Regions from separate parts of the Mus musculus genome. Here region 2 is linked to region 1. The links are chromatin contacts, called in public Hi-C maps. All regions are on one chromosome and are shown on one strand. Each heading gives the region's core, a stretch centred on a gene start, on an enhancer-like site or on the middle of the called end of the contact. The rest is flanking DNA. Distances are from core to core; before and after follow the strand shown. Region 1 overlaps Ahi1 (Abelson helper integration site 1). Region 2 has its middle 9.6 kb from the start of Gm33619.

Region 1 (6,903 bases), core at 1,424-3,923:
ACATGTAAGGCCCTATGTTTGACCCCCTCTGAAAAAGAAGGAAGGAAGAAAGGAGAGAGTCAGACAGAGCAAATGACCAATCTAACTCCATCAATAGGGAGGCTAAGGCAGGAGGATCCCTTAAGCACAAAAATTTGAGACCATCCTGGTCTTAACTAGCAGACAGGCAAATAAAAACAAAACTTGTTCCTGGCCCTTCACTGAAGAGTGTGTTCAATCAACTTGGCTCTGAGAAAAAGACAAAATTCTGTTTCGACTATCCACGGTCCTCACTCAGGGTGGTACAGAAGGGAACCCGCATAGATATTCTGTCTTCTAGCATAATATTCAATTAATTGAATGCAATATTCAACACACTATTGTGAATAAACTATTTTTTTCCAAGTGTAGGCTTACTATGAATTCTTAAGGTACATTTACATGTCAGGATAAGCCATGCTTATTGGATAGATTGGGTATATTAAATGCACTTCCCAGTTAATGATAGTTCAGTTTACAGGTCAGAGACCATCTGTATATAAACAAAGTGGATTTTATAAAGCTTTTCATTTCCCATATCTTACATTACCAGCCTGAACACACCAGCATATCTTTAAACATTTGTTATAGAAAGAATTCATAACTATGCTTTCAGCTCAAGAGTCAAATCATATTGCAGAAAACAATTTTGCCCTACATATATGCAGGGGACACACACACACAGTATCCTACATACATGCAGGGAACATAAATACATAATGTCCTACACACATGCAGGGGACATACACACAGTGTCCTACATGCATGCATGGTGGTTACATACCACGTGGAGTATTACAGAGAACAATCACTGAGAACCTTCCAAACAGACATGGAGGCCTGCCATATCAAAAGAATAGGCCAGATACTATTCATTGGGGATAAACCTCTTATTGGGATTTTGCCTACTGTTGTTTGGTTGATTGGTTTTTATTGTTGTTGTTTGTCCAGTTTTGCTTGAACACTTAGACAGTAAAATCTTGTAGCTAGAAAGGTCATGATTTATTTATAATTTACTGCCAAGTTCAACCAAAGAATACGTTGTTTCAGATGAGAAGTTGCTAGCATTTTAGATGCAAGCCCATCCTTGCATACCACATCCTTGCATACCGCTCAGCAGCTTCTCCTGAGCCACGTCCTTTCTGCCATGGCTTTCCAGCCTGAGAAGAGAGTCTAGCCAAAGATCAGGCTCCGTGGCTGGAATGTAGACTGTTGACTTGGCAGGCACTTCATTGCCTCGCTGGGTAACAAGTCTGTGCCTAAATGGCAATAATACCATGGTGACATGCTCCAGGAACTGTCCCATTGCTTCAGAGCATGGGCTCTCAGCCTTCCTAATGCTGTAGTCCTGAATACAGTTCCTTCCTCATGTTGTGGTGACCCAACCATAAAACTGTTTCATTACTACTTCATAATACTATAATGTGCTGCATTGGATACTAAGAAAGCATCCACTGATCATTGGGTATATACCATTGATCATTGGGTATATACCATTAGAGGTATAGTGGGCAATCTGAAGCCAGGCCTGTCTTATGGAACCCTGTCTCTCAAGAGACTCTTTCATCAGTGGATGCTTATGAAAATTTAGTGAAAGCTAAATATCCATTACTAAGATATCTATCATCAGGCATTGATATATTAATGTCAGTTATTGATATATTAATGCTATGTGTTAATATAGCATACATATTGTCAGTTCGTGAACTCTAATCGAGGGTGGAACACCATGCACATTAGGATTTAAATAGTCAGTGAAAGAACCCATCAGCCTAGTTACAAAGACCTACAGCGGTGTGTTTCCATGATACAGTTTTGTAACATGGACATTTTGAAGCCTTGTTTGGGAAAAATGGTAAAGTAAGCATATTTATACACATGAATGGCATGTGCATGCACGCCGCTGTGCCCCACTCTCTACAGTGCACCGGGTCTGGGTGGACTGAGCTCCCCCAGATGCTAGAAAGGGCTTTTAAACCCTCAGCCAGGCAGCAGCACCAGTTTTGACTTGTGCTTTTTTTTTTTCTTTAAACAAAAACAAATCAAATATAAGGGGTAGTGTCATAAAACAAAGGAGAGGATTGTCTTAGGACTTCTCCTCTTAGTTCCTAGCTAACAAAGATCAGCCTTTACAGGGAAGTCAGGAGATTTAGGCTGTTGGTATAAAAATATCAAAAGCTGTTTTTCAAGAAAAGTTTCTCTCAAAAAGAGACTTGAGCAGTCAACTCGGGATGGTAACGGAATTAAATGGCCAGGTTGTCCCATTGAGCCTTTCCTTTTTGTAATGCTGATAACCTGCATTTTTCTCTTTCAGATGCATCTGCTTAGCACACAGGACAGGACCTAAAGGAGTTTTATAAAGTGCTTAAGGGAATGGTGTGTTATGGGTTTTGTTTTTTGGGTTTTTTTTTTTTTTTGGTTTTTTTTTTTTTAATTTGCTTCACACTTTCAAACTTTAACATCTGGTATTTTGAAGCTAATCTTGGTGTGTTGAATGTTCTTAGCCATTTCTCAATCCCACAGTCTTTTATCTTGCTTCTCCTGCTGTGTTCCCACCACCCCTGATCCTATTAGCAACCCCTGAGACAGCCTCAGACTTGCCAAAGTCCTGCTTTGGTTTCAGCTGCTCTTCTGCAAGAGGAAGTGAGTGTTGGGGCTTTTTCTGTGGCACAGTTGTGATAAAGCTGTGGTGGTCTTATCTCTCTCTTAGGTAGTGGCTCTTTATGACTACACAGCCAGCCGATCAGATGAACTAACCATCCATCGTGGAGACATTATCCGAGTGTATTTCAAAGATAATGAAGACTGGTGGTACGGCAGCGTAAGAAAGGGGCAGGAAGGGTTCTTTCCAGCTAATCATGTGGCCAGTGAAAGTAAGTGCACGCAGTCTTCCTGGTACACTATGATAGAACGGAGCCCAAGATGTGATCATTCACTACTCTTTAATGCATGTATTGTCTATATGACCATTGCTTATGTTTAGCATGGAATATTTTTCATCCTCATGATGGGAAAACTGAAAAGGCGATGCACTAGTATGCCAGAGAGCTACTCAGCTCTGAGATTGGAGTGCCTGCTGACTGCCCTTGTCATGCCCGGGGAGCCTGTGGCAGCTGCCCAGCTCTGCTCCCGCCACAGGGGCTGTTGGTTGATTAGCGGCGTAGGAACTTCAGCTCCCTCAGCTCCCACTCTACCTGTGTCCACCTCAGCTCTGGCCGGGGTCTCCGTAGCAACACCAGTGAGCGGGGCTTGTTCCTTCTCAAGTTCACTAAATGAGAAGAAGAGAGCACAAACACTTCCCAGTGAGGCAGACATGGCTTTTGAAAGCTGAAACTAGGCTACCGCAGGGAGCCCAAGGTGGACTGTCCTGGAGGAGGGGCACCCAGCAGGGCTGCTTCTTCGGAATGCATGCTAATTACCTGTCCTAATTGCCGCTGCTGGCCTGGTGGCATGCTGGGAGACCTGCAGCCCACGCGCAGCTTATACTGACCTAGGGGACTTCTTCGCCTTTGAAATAAGGACTTTGAGCGACATCAGCTACGCTTTCGTACACAGACACTGATATGCTGGTTCTGATTGCCTTTTGTTTCTGCAAACAATTATTTATTCCTAATCATTGATTTTCATGCTAATCTTTGAAGCCCCGTTTAAAACATATTATGACTGAATAAATGGACTATTAATTCCTGGCTTAAGTTCCAGAATTTGAGAGTAAAAGGATATTTTTTAAAATTAAAAGGAGGAAAAAGAATGTCTTCCTTGATTGTCATGCTAGGCTCCATCTAGATGAAGTGACTTCCCTTTAATGTCACACACCCCCCCCCCCCCCCCCCACTTACTGCCCACTGGTCCTTCCCAAAGCTGTAGGCTGGTGTCTGTCTTGCTGCAGCTCCCTCCTCCCCTTAAAAGTGCCAAGGAGTGCAAAAAGTACCCACTTTCTGTCTCCTGCAACACAATTTTTAATTTTCTACTTGTCCCTGGTTTGTGTATTCTGTAAGGAACTAATAGCTTGTAAACTCTCCTCAAGGCGAGTTCTTTGGCTAAAGAAAATGCACACTGGAGAAAGCTTTAGGCAGGGTGAAAGGAAGTTGTAGGAAAGGTAACTCCCAAATAGACTTAAGACCGCTTTAAAGTCCTCTCCCACTTGTAACTTCCTGACAGGCATTAACATCCAAATGTCCCTCAGCAGCTCAGTTCCTGAGCCAGCTCTGGTTCAGGCCACAGCTGGGCTGCACTCACAAGAGCTGCTGTGTGCACTCTTGCTGGATGGAGGGTGTCTGACTGACCAGGAGTTCCAGCCTGTTCCCATGCATACCAGGGAAAGCATTACAGATAGGCTTTTACTTGCCAGTATAAAAAGATCACGCCTGCAGAAAGAAAGCCATAGGCTTGCCTTCTTCAGAGGCCACAGACATTTAATGTGCAAAGAGTTAAAACGTAAGAAACCTTATTTTCCTTATCGAGTAGCCCTCCCACAGGGGTGGTTGATGGCAGTGTACAGAGGTGGCTCCTTAAGTCATTGCCATTCTGCAGTAACCGTCTCTCACTGTGTCCTACAAGAGTCAGCGCTGTCTGCACTCGCCACTGTCGTGAGAGCCTCGGAATCCTGGAGAGCTCAGTAGCCGAGTCTCACAAGGCACAGGTTCTCTCCTCTCCTTTTATCCTACTTGTTCCCTGAATTTAACAGAAGGTCAACTGCATTTTAGCAGTAAAAGGGGAAATGACTCTCAGCAACATAGTCCATTCTAACAATAGTGGGAGGGATTGTCCTTGATCTTTATCTGAATCCACGTATGCAAGGCAAATGTAAGAGAGTTGATATATGAACAGAATCTGTTCCCAATGTTTAACTAGAGCAGCAAAATAAAAGAAGACCGCAGTCTCTTGCTACACAGTCTGATTGTGTTGTGAGCCACTGGAAAGAAAATGCTGTCCGTTTCTCTTAATCACAGTCAACACCCTTTTCTCTATGATAGACAGAAACCTCAGAGTAATGCCAACAGATACCCACATGCACTAATATCTCAGAATCTTAATTGTACAATTTCAATTTCTCAATTCCAAATTATTCTTTATTAAAATAGATTTTCATTTTAGCCCTTGAAGATTCCCATGTGGCTTTTTACGCACGTGCACTTCATGTAGATTCAATAGATTATTAGGTTATCATCTTAGGTTAAAGGGGTTTTAAGTTTAAACCTTAGATATAATCCTAAATCCATGTTTATTCATTCTCTGTTCCCCAGTTACCCTTCCAGGCACAGTCCCACATGTTCCTCAGAGCTTGATGCACCTTCCTCCATTCAGGACTTCAATCCCAGATCACTTTCTCTGTTATTAGCTGCCTTTCAGAGGCCAAAGTTCCTCAACCTTTGCGTCATATCCCCTAAGATCATCGGAAAACACAGATATTTCATTCATAACAGTAGCAAAATTACACTTATGAAGTAGTAACATAATAACTTCAGAGCTGCGGTCACCACTTCATAAGCAACTGTATTAAAGGGTTACAGCATTAGGGAGGTTGAGAGTCTCTGCTCTAGGCAGACAAGAGTTCCTTGAGAAGAGCGATAGTGTCGCTCCCTAACATAACCTTGCCTACATTAGGTTCCTGGTAACTGTGTACTAAGAGCACCTAAGGTAAGTGTCCCTGTGACAGCACAGTAGGGGATTGATGCCTTCTGCGGGTCTAAAATCCTCACAGTTAACTCTCCAGTCATGACCAATGGGTCAGACTACAACCCACTTTAACAGTAAGTGCCATATCACTTGCTGTTACATCAAAGAAGTGAATATCAGTGTCTTTACACTTCTGTGTCTACCCTCTGTTGTAGTTTGTTCTTGGGTCGATTTAAATAACTGAATTCCTTCTTTAATTCCAGCACTGTATCGAGACTCCCCTCCGAAGGTAAAGGAGCGCTCCCCTCCTTTAACTCCCAAGGAGAAAACTAAACCAGAAAAGCCTCTGGCTTCTCAAAAGGTATCAATCAAGAATGGGTGGGTGCTGTGTGGGCGGTGCTTTGATTTCTCAGTCTGTATAATCTTTATTTTTCATGCTTATGATCTTCCATTGTTTACATTGTTACTTCTTTTGGTCTGGGCACCAATGAGAAATACATAAAGTGAACATTACAGCCATTTCCAGATAAGGAAACCAAGGAGGCTCAGAGAGGATAAAGTCCTAACCCCCAACCCACAGCCTGTGAGGGCACAGCCCACAAGTGGAGCTGTGACTGTAGGTGCTGCTGTCCACCCCACAGTTGCATCTAGAAGGTACCCGCTGATGCCAGAGGTCACAAGAGTCCATAGAACTCTTAGCTCTATCTCGCTAAGGCAGTTTCTTTCACCTGATATTAACTGAAGACATTTTCAGGCCTTATCAGCCAGAGAAATGCCTTTTAAAGCCTGTGAAATCAGAAACAGTGGTCAGTATCTTTCTTCTGAGAGTAGGAATTCATATGAGTATTGCTTATTAGACCTGTTCTATTGTGTGATGTTAGCTCTTCCCTTAGGTCAAGAAGCCCATCATTTCTTGACTGTGAAGTAGTATGTGTGTGAGTGTGTGTGCACATATATAATATATATATATATGATATATAAACAAGTATATATCGTGTGTGTATCATTGCAAGTCATAGTAAAAGGTTTTGGGCAACTGAGCCCTGGACCAGTGTGTGCTCAGCATGTAGTTACCTTGAGTGCTGGACCAGCATGGAGTTCCTTAGTTCTTCCATACTGAACAGTCCTTTAGCCCCAGATGAAGATGGTAGAACAAGACACTTGCCTGTGTGGGCTTAACGAGCTGCTGGTAAGCCACCTATGAGCTTCAGCAAACTCTTGGAACTAGATTGGAGGTGATATGTATTATATTCCCAATGCGTTGGC
Region 2 (6,790 bases), core at 2,371-4,870, 140 kb after region 1:
AGCTTCGAGAGCCCTACCAGGAGAGACCATCAGTGAGGGCAATCAGGAGTTCAAGGTGGGTATGAGTGCTTGGTGCTGATGCTGTTGAGAAGGTGATAAATGATGTCCTGGTTCTGGCTCCTGACCCGATGAAGGTGAGGCAGAGTGGGTAGAGGGTAGAGAGCAAGGCTGTGGGATACAGGGTGCAGAGTCCATACTCAGCAGCCAGCTTCCAGTGAGAACAGAGGCAGCACAAGAGTTCAAACTGAAAGCTTGCCAGAGCGTTGGGAAGACAGAGGTGGGGTCCCAGTGGGGAGACGGGAGGGGGAGGGAGAGGGGGAGGGGTTTTTCTATTTGGTGTTGGTGTTCGAATGGTTTTGTTTATGAAAAGAGAAAGATAATGGAAACGGAAGAAAGCCAAGGGGCCTGGGCCTCAGCAACAGGAGGATTCAAGATCTTTGAAATGATAATTCGGCTTCAGTGTAGGCCATATGCTGAAGCAGCCTTTACATCTTGGTTTTTTATTCTGTGTCATTTTACAGAGACTCCACGTTTCCCCTAAGCAATGGCGGGTTTGTTGCTGCCTTGAGAAGGAAAGACAGCAGCTCTCTTGCTGCCAGGACTAAGCCCAGTTCCATTTACAATCTTCTGTTGCTGAGATTCCATTCTTCCAGGGCAGACTCCTTGGCATAATTAAAATGAGACTCTTATCCCTACCCTGCCCAGGTCTGGAACCCTGGACACAGGCATGTTGCTGCAGGCTTCCTGCTCATCCAGGTTACAGCCTGCTGGGCACAGCCCGCCCTCCTGGGCACAGAGTAGACTGAGCCTTGTCTCCTATCTCCCTCTCCTGTTCTATCCCTCCCCTCTGTCTTCCTCTTTCCTCTTCCCCTGTCTTCCCCCTCTCTTCCTCTTTTTTCCTCCTCTTTTTCCCATTCCTCTTCCTCTCTTGGCTAAATGTCCACATGAGCACAGACTCTGGGTGCAAGGATTCTTTTTGCGATATTTTAAGATATAGACGAAGCTGCTGGGTTGGAGGGAGGGCTGCCTCATTCTTAGGGAAATATACAGCCAGGGAAAATTCAGCCGCTTTTCCCCTTAGTGCTACACAACCCCCAAACCCACAGACCTGCTCAATAGATAAGATGTAATCTGTTATCCTTCCCAGAGCTATTTGTATTCACTGGAGGAAAGGAACTTAACTGGAGAAAGCATACTGTTAAAGGGAACAGAAAAAAATATTTTTTTTTTCAGAAGGGGCCTCCCTAACCCTTTTGAGATCATGTGGCTTTCTTGAAGGGCTCTTCCTGAAGGCCTATCAGGGGCAGAAGCAGAGGCTTCCCTGGGGTGGGGGGTCCCTTATAATTAACTCAGCTCTGCCAAAATCAAACCCTCCTTCCAGAGTGGCTCTAGTGTATCTCTGTATCGAGAATTACAGATACGGAATTCTTTAAAACATGAAGATATCATATTTAAATGGATAAATCATCCATTATTATCTTTCAACGATATCACTTCTTTAAAACATAAAGAAAAAGGAGTTATTCTTTCCCACTCAAGACTAGATTGACAATGTAAAACCTTTTGTGGGGGTTGAACTAAAAAAATCCATTGTTGGCTCTTATTAAACTTTTAAACATGTGTTGCCACCAACAATGGACTCAGTGTTCATCTCTCAGAGCTCAGAATAAATCTATAAATACGAAACAAGATTCACAAACCAGGTCTGCTGTTCCTGAATAATGGGGCCCCAGGACTTTCAAACCTGTTTCTTTGAACAGATCTAATTTGAAGAAGAAATTCCCAAAAGCCCCTTCTGGATGGCTTGCTCTTGTTCACGATGGTGACTTAGGTGTGAGGCTTGGACAGGACTCTGAGACAGTTACATGGATGTCATAAGGTCACGGCTGGGGCTAGGTTTGGAAATTTGATCTACTAATTGCAGAAATGAAGACCAGCAATCTGTGCAAATGGAAATGAAGGCCAATTAGACACGATTAACATGTAGATTCAAAAATAAGATAGTGCAGCATTCTACTCTGAGTCTCTGCCAGTAGAATTTAACAAATTAAAACGAAATGCAGTCAAGTTGAAACATCAGAAAAGCAGGTTATGCAACATCCTGCGAGCACCTCAAGACCTGCTTAATGGATTCTCATACTTGGAAGATGGGGTCCCCTCAAACAGTGGTTTTTCTCTGGCTTGAGACCCGAGCAGCTTTCTGAAAGAAATGACATGCCCAACACATGGGGACATTTTTAGCTCATCCAAATAGCAAACACAGGTGCCCAAAGCGTTCCCATATTGTTGGCATTTAAGAATATTTTTACAAAGGATCCTACGAGATCTAGTTTAAAGGGGCCACTTAGCTACGTATTAAATATGTAAACATTGTGGCTATAGAGTAGGTGATGAGAAAATAGAAGTGAAGATCATAATTCTCGAGTTGTTTTTAGGTATCCCCTGCACTGTTCCCAAGGTTTCATTTATACAAAGCTTTAGGCTGTAAGGGTGCAAATTAAGCTTTGCTTGAGGGCAGCAAGATTTACTTAATGACTATCTGCAAATCACTGCAGGGAGGAATGTTATTAGAGCACAGAGAAGTAAGCGAACTGTGCCAGGAGAAAGCTGCCCTAGCTGCTGGCTTTGATCTCATCAGCCCTCGTAAAGGCCGCTCAATTTCTGCCTCGTGTTTTATAGGGACTTTCTTCTGAGGGGAGCAAAGCCCAGCGCAGACATTATCTAATTCCTCCTCGTAAGACTCAAGTGAGGACGGGTGGGGCTGCTGTTATTATTCCCCAACCCATTTTACGTGTGAGGAAATAAAGTACAAGGTTAGGTGAGTTTCCCAAGGTCAAATGGAAGTTGTACAAGAGCAGAGAGCATTCCTCTCAGGGTTTCTCAGAGTAGTTCAGAACCTGACAGATGAGACACTGGGCAAGGAGCCCCAGACTTCGAGCCAGAGCACTTCTGATGTTCACCGCTTTCTGTTGTTGAGCCTGTTGTGGTATTGGATGAGAGGCTGGCCCTTCTGGAGTGAACCCTCTCTAACAGAGCAAGGGAAATGGTCTAGTGGCTTGTACCTGCCACTCTGGCACTCTGGAAGCTGAGGCAGGAGGATCAACAGTTCAAGGCTGGCTATCTAGCGTAGGCCACACAGCAAGACCCTGCCTCAACAAGACAATAAGTAAGAACAGCACAGAGTGTGTGCCACAGGATACAGCCCAGTTAGATTAGTCTAGTACATTTTCAAATAGTGACATATAGGAAGGGACCACAGCATGTTAAATGTCCCATGTTTATGACCCTTATGTTGGAATTCATAATTGAAAATATGAAAGTAGATTATCAATTAACTTTTTCATTTAATTTTATTTTAGTTTAGACTTAGTTCAAATTGTCTATCCCTGTTTTTTGTTTGTTTGTTTTTGTTGTTATTTTTCTGTAAGAAGTCAACTATTTCAACCCAGTAAAGACATATGTAGGTCCCCATGGCCTTGAGTCTTTCTGACACCCTTTATTTTATGACCCTAACTTAGACATAGTCATAATTCCTGAGCCACACTCAAAGTCTCACCTGTGATCCTGAACAAGTATCTCACTGCCACAGGGCTGTCACTTCCTTCCTGTCTCGCTCTGGCCTCACCTCTCTTTATCTCCGGCACTGCCTGTGGGGCCCATGATAAGTCATCGCCACCAGACACGGTTACTCTCACCAGGCATGCTTGCCACCAGGGCCGGGTTCCCTTGCCAAGCTGTGTCCTCTGGAGCCTTACAATTGCAAACCGGTACAGAGCAGGAGCGGAGGGTGGTAGTTTCAGTCTCCATGGATTGTATCTTCCCATGAAGCCCCGCATTTGTGTCAAAGGTTTTACTGTGACAGCCTTAACACCAGCACAACACTGGTAGGCTAGATTAGGGGCAATATTGGGGAACAATTATCATGTGACAGTTGGAAATTCCTCTTCTCTGATCACTAGGGCCCTGGAGAGAAGAAGGCACAATAAGCAGCAGAAACCCAACCCCCAAACTACACTTTAACTATATCATGCTTGTCTCAATTGTTTTTAAGGAAAAAAAAATTTCCCCCAGGTGGTATTTCTAACGTTAATGCATGTGATTCCTAGGCCAAACATAGGCATAATTTCATGGCCTTAGTGAAGTATTAGCTGTCAAGTGACAAAAATTAAAGTAAACGTAATAGATTTTTATCATGTTTTTAAGGTTATCAATTTACTCAATCATGAGGTCCAAGGCATGTGGACCTCTGAGCTCAGTTTATTCAATGAGTGGGTGGTCTTGCAGTGTCTGTCAAATACAGGGGAATGAGAATAGAAATGGAATGTTTATTGATCTGAGATTATACAGCGCTTCTGAGGCTGAACAGGGTCCCTCTTTGTAGATCTACGTTCCACGATTTGTACGGTCACCTTCTGTAGCAGGGCACATTAACTTATGTTTTTCTTCTTCTTCTTCTTATACATTACATCTGTTGCATATCCAATTCACATCTGGAGATAAGAAATTTACAGATCAAAACCTGAGATGAACTGGTAGTTTCTTGTTGTTGAAACGTGAAAAACAATGTCTTTTGGGGAGGCATTTTGGAGGGTCAAGGGCTGTATTCAAAGAGGAATTGTTTAATTTCTGTCTGGTGTATGTCTAAAATAGTTATCTGACTTTCTTTCTGAAATTTTTTTCTCCCTAAAGCAAAACTGAGAGAAAAGTAGAGTTAATGTCTGCCCTCTGACTCCAGGTGTGGGTCGTCGCTCCCATTGTCCACAGTGTCAGAGAGAGGCATTTATTACAACTGACAGGTCATTACCAACCAGCTGGGAGTTCACACTGGGCCTCACTCTCGGTGCTGCAGATCTATGAGTTTGAACAGGTGCACAGTGACATCACCTAGAAGTCCACCGTGGTGACATCAGTATTTCTCCTGCTTCCTACCTCTGGTTCCAGAACTTCTTCTGGTCGTCCTTCAGGCTCCATGCTTTGTCTCTCAGAGTGTCATTCAGCAGCTGAGACCAAGCATTCAGGGACCTTTAAGACTGCTTCCTTCCAAGACCACAGTGTGGATGCTTCAGTCCTGCATTGTGGGGGTGTGGGCGTGGGGTGGGGGGGAGAGGGCAGGGGGTGCAGGATGATTGCAGGGATGGAGGAGAAGGGGATCTGGGAGGGATAGGGGAGGAGGAGGAAGTAAGGAGGTAGTATCAGGTACTGGAGGGGATGGGAAAGAGGTACAGGAGGCCAGGAAATCAAATAAAAATGTATAGCAGTGGGTGATGAGGAACTGGGGGTAACCACTGCAGGCCCCAGATGCCAGGGAAGTGAGAGGCTCCCAGGGCCCAAAGGTGATAACTTTAGCAGAAATTCTCAGCAAAGGGGAAATAGAACCTGTAGAGACCACCTCCACTAGATAGGCACGGCCCCCAGTCAAAGGATGGGGGTACCCACCCATCTCCAAGTTTTTAACCCAGAAATGTTCCTGTCCAAAGGAAGAATAGGGACAAAAAAAAAAATGGAACAGAGACTGAAGGAAGGGCCATCTGGGGACTGCCCCACCTGGGGATCCATCATGCCTACAGACACCAAACCTGAAACTGTTGCCATTGCCAAGAGATGCTTGCTGACAGGAACCTGGTGTGGCTGTTCCCTGGCAGGTGCTGCCAGGAACTGACCAAGGCAGATGTGGATGAGTGGAGACAGCCATCAGCCTGAGCTTGGGGACCCGGGTGGGGGAACTGACAGAAAGCCCAGAGAATCGGAGGGGGATTGCAACCTCATAGGAAGAACAACATTGGCTGACCAGACCACCCAGAGTCTAGACCACCAGACGTGGCTCCAGATACGTATGTAGCAGAGGATGGCCTTGTCTGACATCAATGGTCCTGTGGAGGTTTGATGCCCCAGCATAGGGAAATGCTGGAGTGGTGGGGTGGGTGGGTGGGTGGGTGAGCACTCCATAGAAGCAAAGGGGAGGGAGAAGAAGGTGAATGATGAATGGGGTTGGGGAGTTGTGGAGGGTTAACCAACAGGGAAGTGGAATATCATTTGAGATGTAAAGGAATGAAATAATTAAAAAATAAAATATATTAAAAAAAAGACTGCCTCCTTCCCTTACTGATGTATAATATAGCTGAGGTCCCCTTGTCACACCAAACTTTACTCCATTATCAGGGTGCACCACCATTTATTTATTCATTAGCCTACACACAGACGTCTTGGTGTTTTCTGAGTTGGGGCAGTTAGGAACAAAGTCACCACAAACATTAATATGCATATTTTTGTGTAGACATATTATCTTTTCTGGCTTGAAATATTTAAAACATGACTTACTGTACAAGTATTAGAAATTTGAAGGTTTCTGAAATTGTACTGTCACTTTTCACAGAGCAGAATTTTTAAAGCACTTGGACGTACAAGTTAACTAAACATCTCCATAAACAGAAGTATGACTTAAACCATAAACCCCAAAAGAACTTTTGTGTCCAAACTAAAGTCCTGGAAAAAAATGAGATTTTGCTAGATAAAGTAGAAAGTCCGCTAAAAGAGTTGAAGCAAACGTGTCTTGTCTTACCAAGCAAAAGTTTACCTCCCTAAAGTGTTGTGAAGAGTAGGCATGTAAGACTGGAGGTTGGGTGTGGGGAGATCTACGTGTTGAAAATTAGATTAGTGATCCTAAGCTTTCCAGAATCATCTTCTGGGCTTAGAACCTTAAGGGAAATCTGTGGTTTATTCTAAAGTGAGAGTTGAAGGTTTTGCTGGTCCCACCCTGAAGGATGTATACATTAAGGAAAAGAAGTGGACT

Evidence for each region. Hi-C and Micro-C count contacts between places; a contact is called where the count stands out from the background.
Region 2: a Hi-C map of the G1E-ER4 cell line shows a contact between it and region 1, with 2.3 times the contacts expected there. The contact joins two enhancer-like sites. A contact is called at or near these places in 2 of 39 promoter capture datasets (both in embryonic stem cells), 9 of 484 Hi-C or Micro-C datasets (the G1E-ER4 cell line, the HPC-7 cell line, cerebral cortex and 3 more), 12 of 115 datasets of contacts at active chromatin or transcription factors (the 230-238 cell line, CD8 T cells, the HPC-7 cell line and 5 more) and 5 of 9 other capture datasets (adipose tissue, embryonic stem cells, liver and 2 more).

The regions. Positions count from the first base shown.
Region 1 is chr10:21,052,253-21,059,155 of GRCm38.p6, forward strand. It overlaps Ahi1 (Abelson helper integration site 1), which reads left to right. Exons shown (of 24, transcript NM_026203.3): 20 at 2,729-2,891; 21 at 5,901-5,998. Among named protein-coding and RNA genes, the nearest start is that of Gm20149, 12 kb to the left of the region's middle. Within about 2 kb of position 2,674, at least 93 of the 459 cell types and tissues checked have an H3K27ac peak or open chromatin away from gene starts, as enhancers often do. A contact at or near this core is called in the G1E-ER4 cell line, the HPC-7 cell line and double positive thymocytes, where this site is marked.
Region 2 is chr10:21,193,126-21,199,915 of GRCm38.p6, forward strand. No RefSeq gene overlaps it. Among named protein-coding and RNA genes, the nearest start is that of Gm33619, 9.6 kb to the left of the region's middle. Within about 2 kb of position 3,621, at least 62 of the 459 cell types and tissues checked have an H3K27ac peak or open chromatin away from gene starts, as enhancers often do. A contact at or near this core is called in the G1E-ER4 cell line, the HPC-7 cell line and double positive thymocytes, where this site is marked.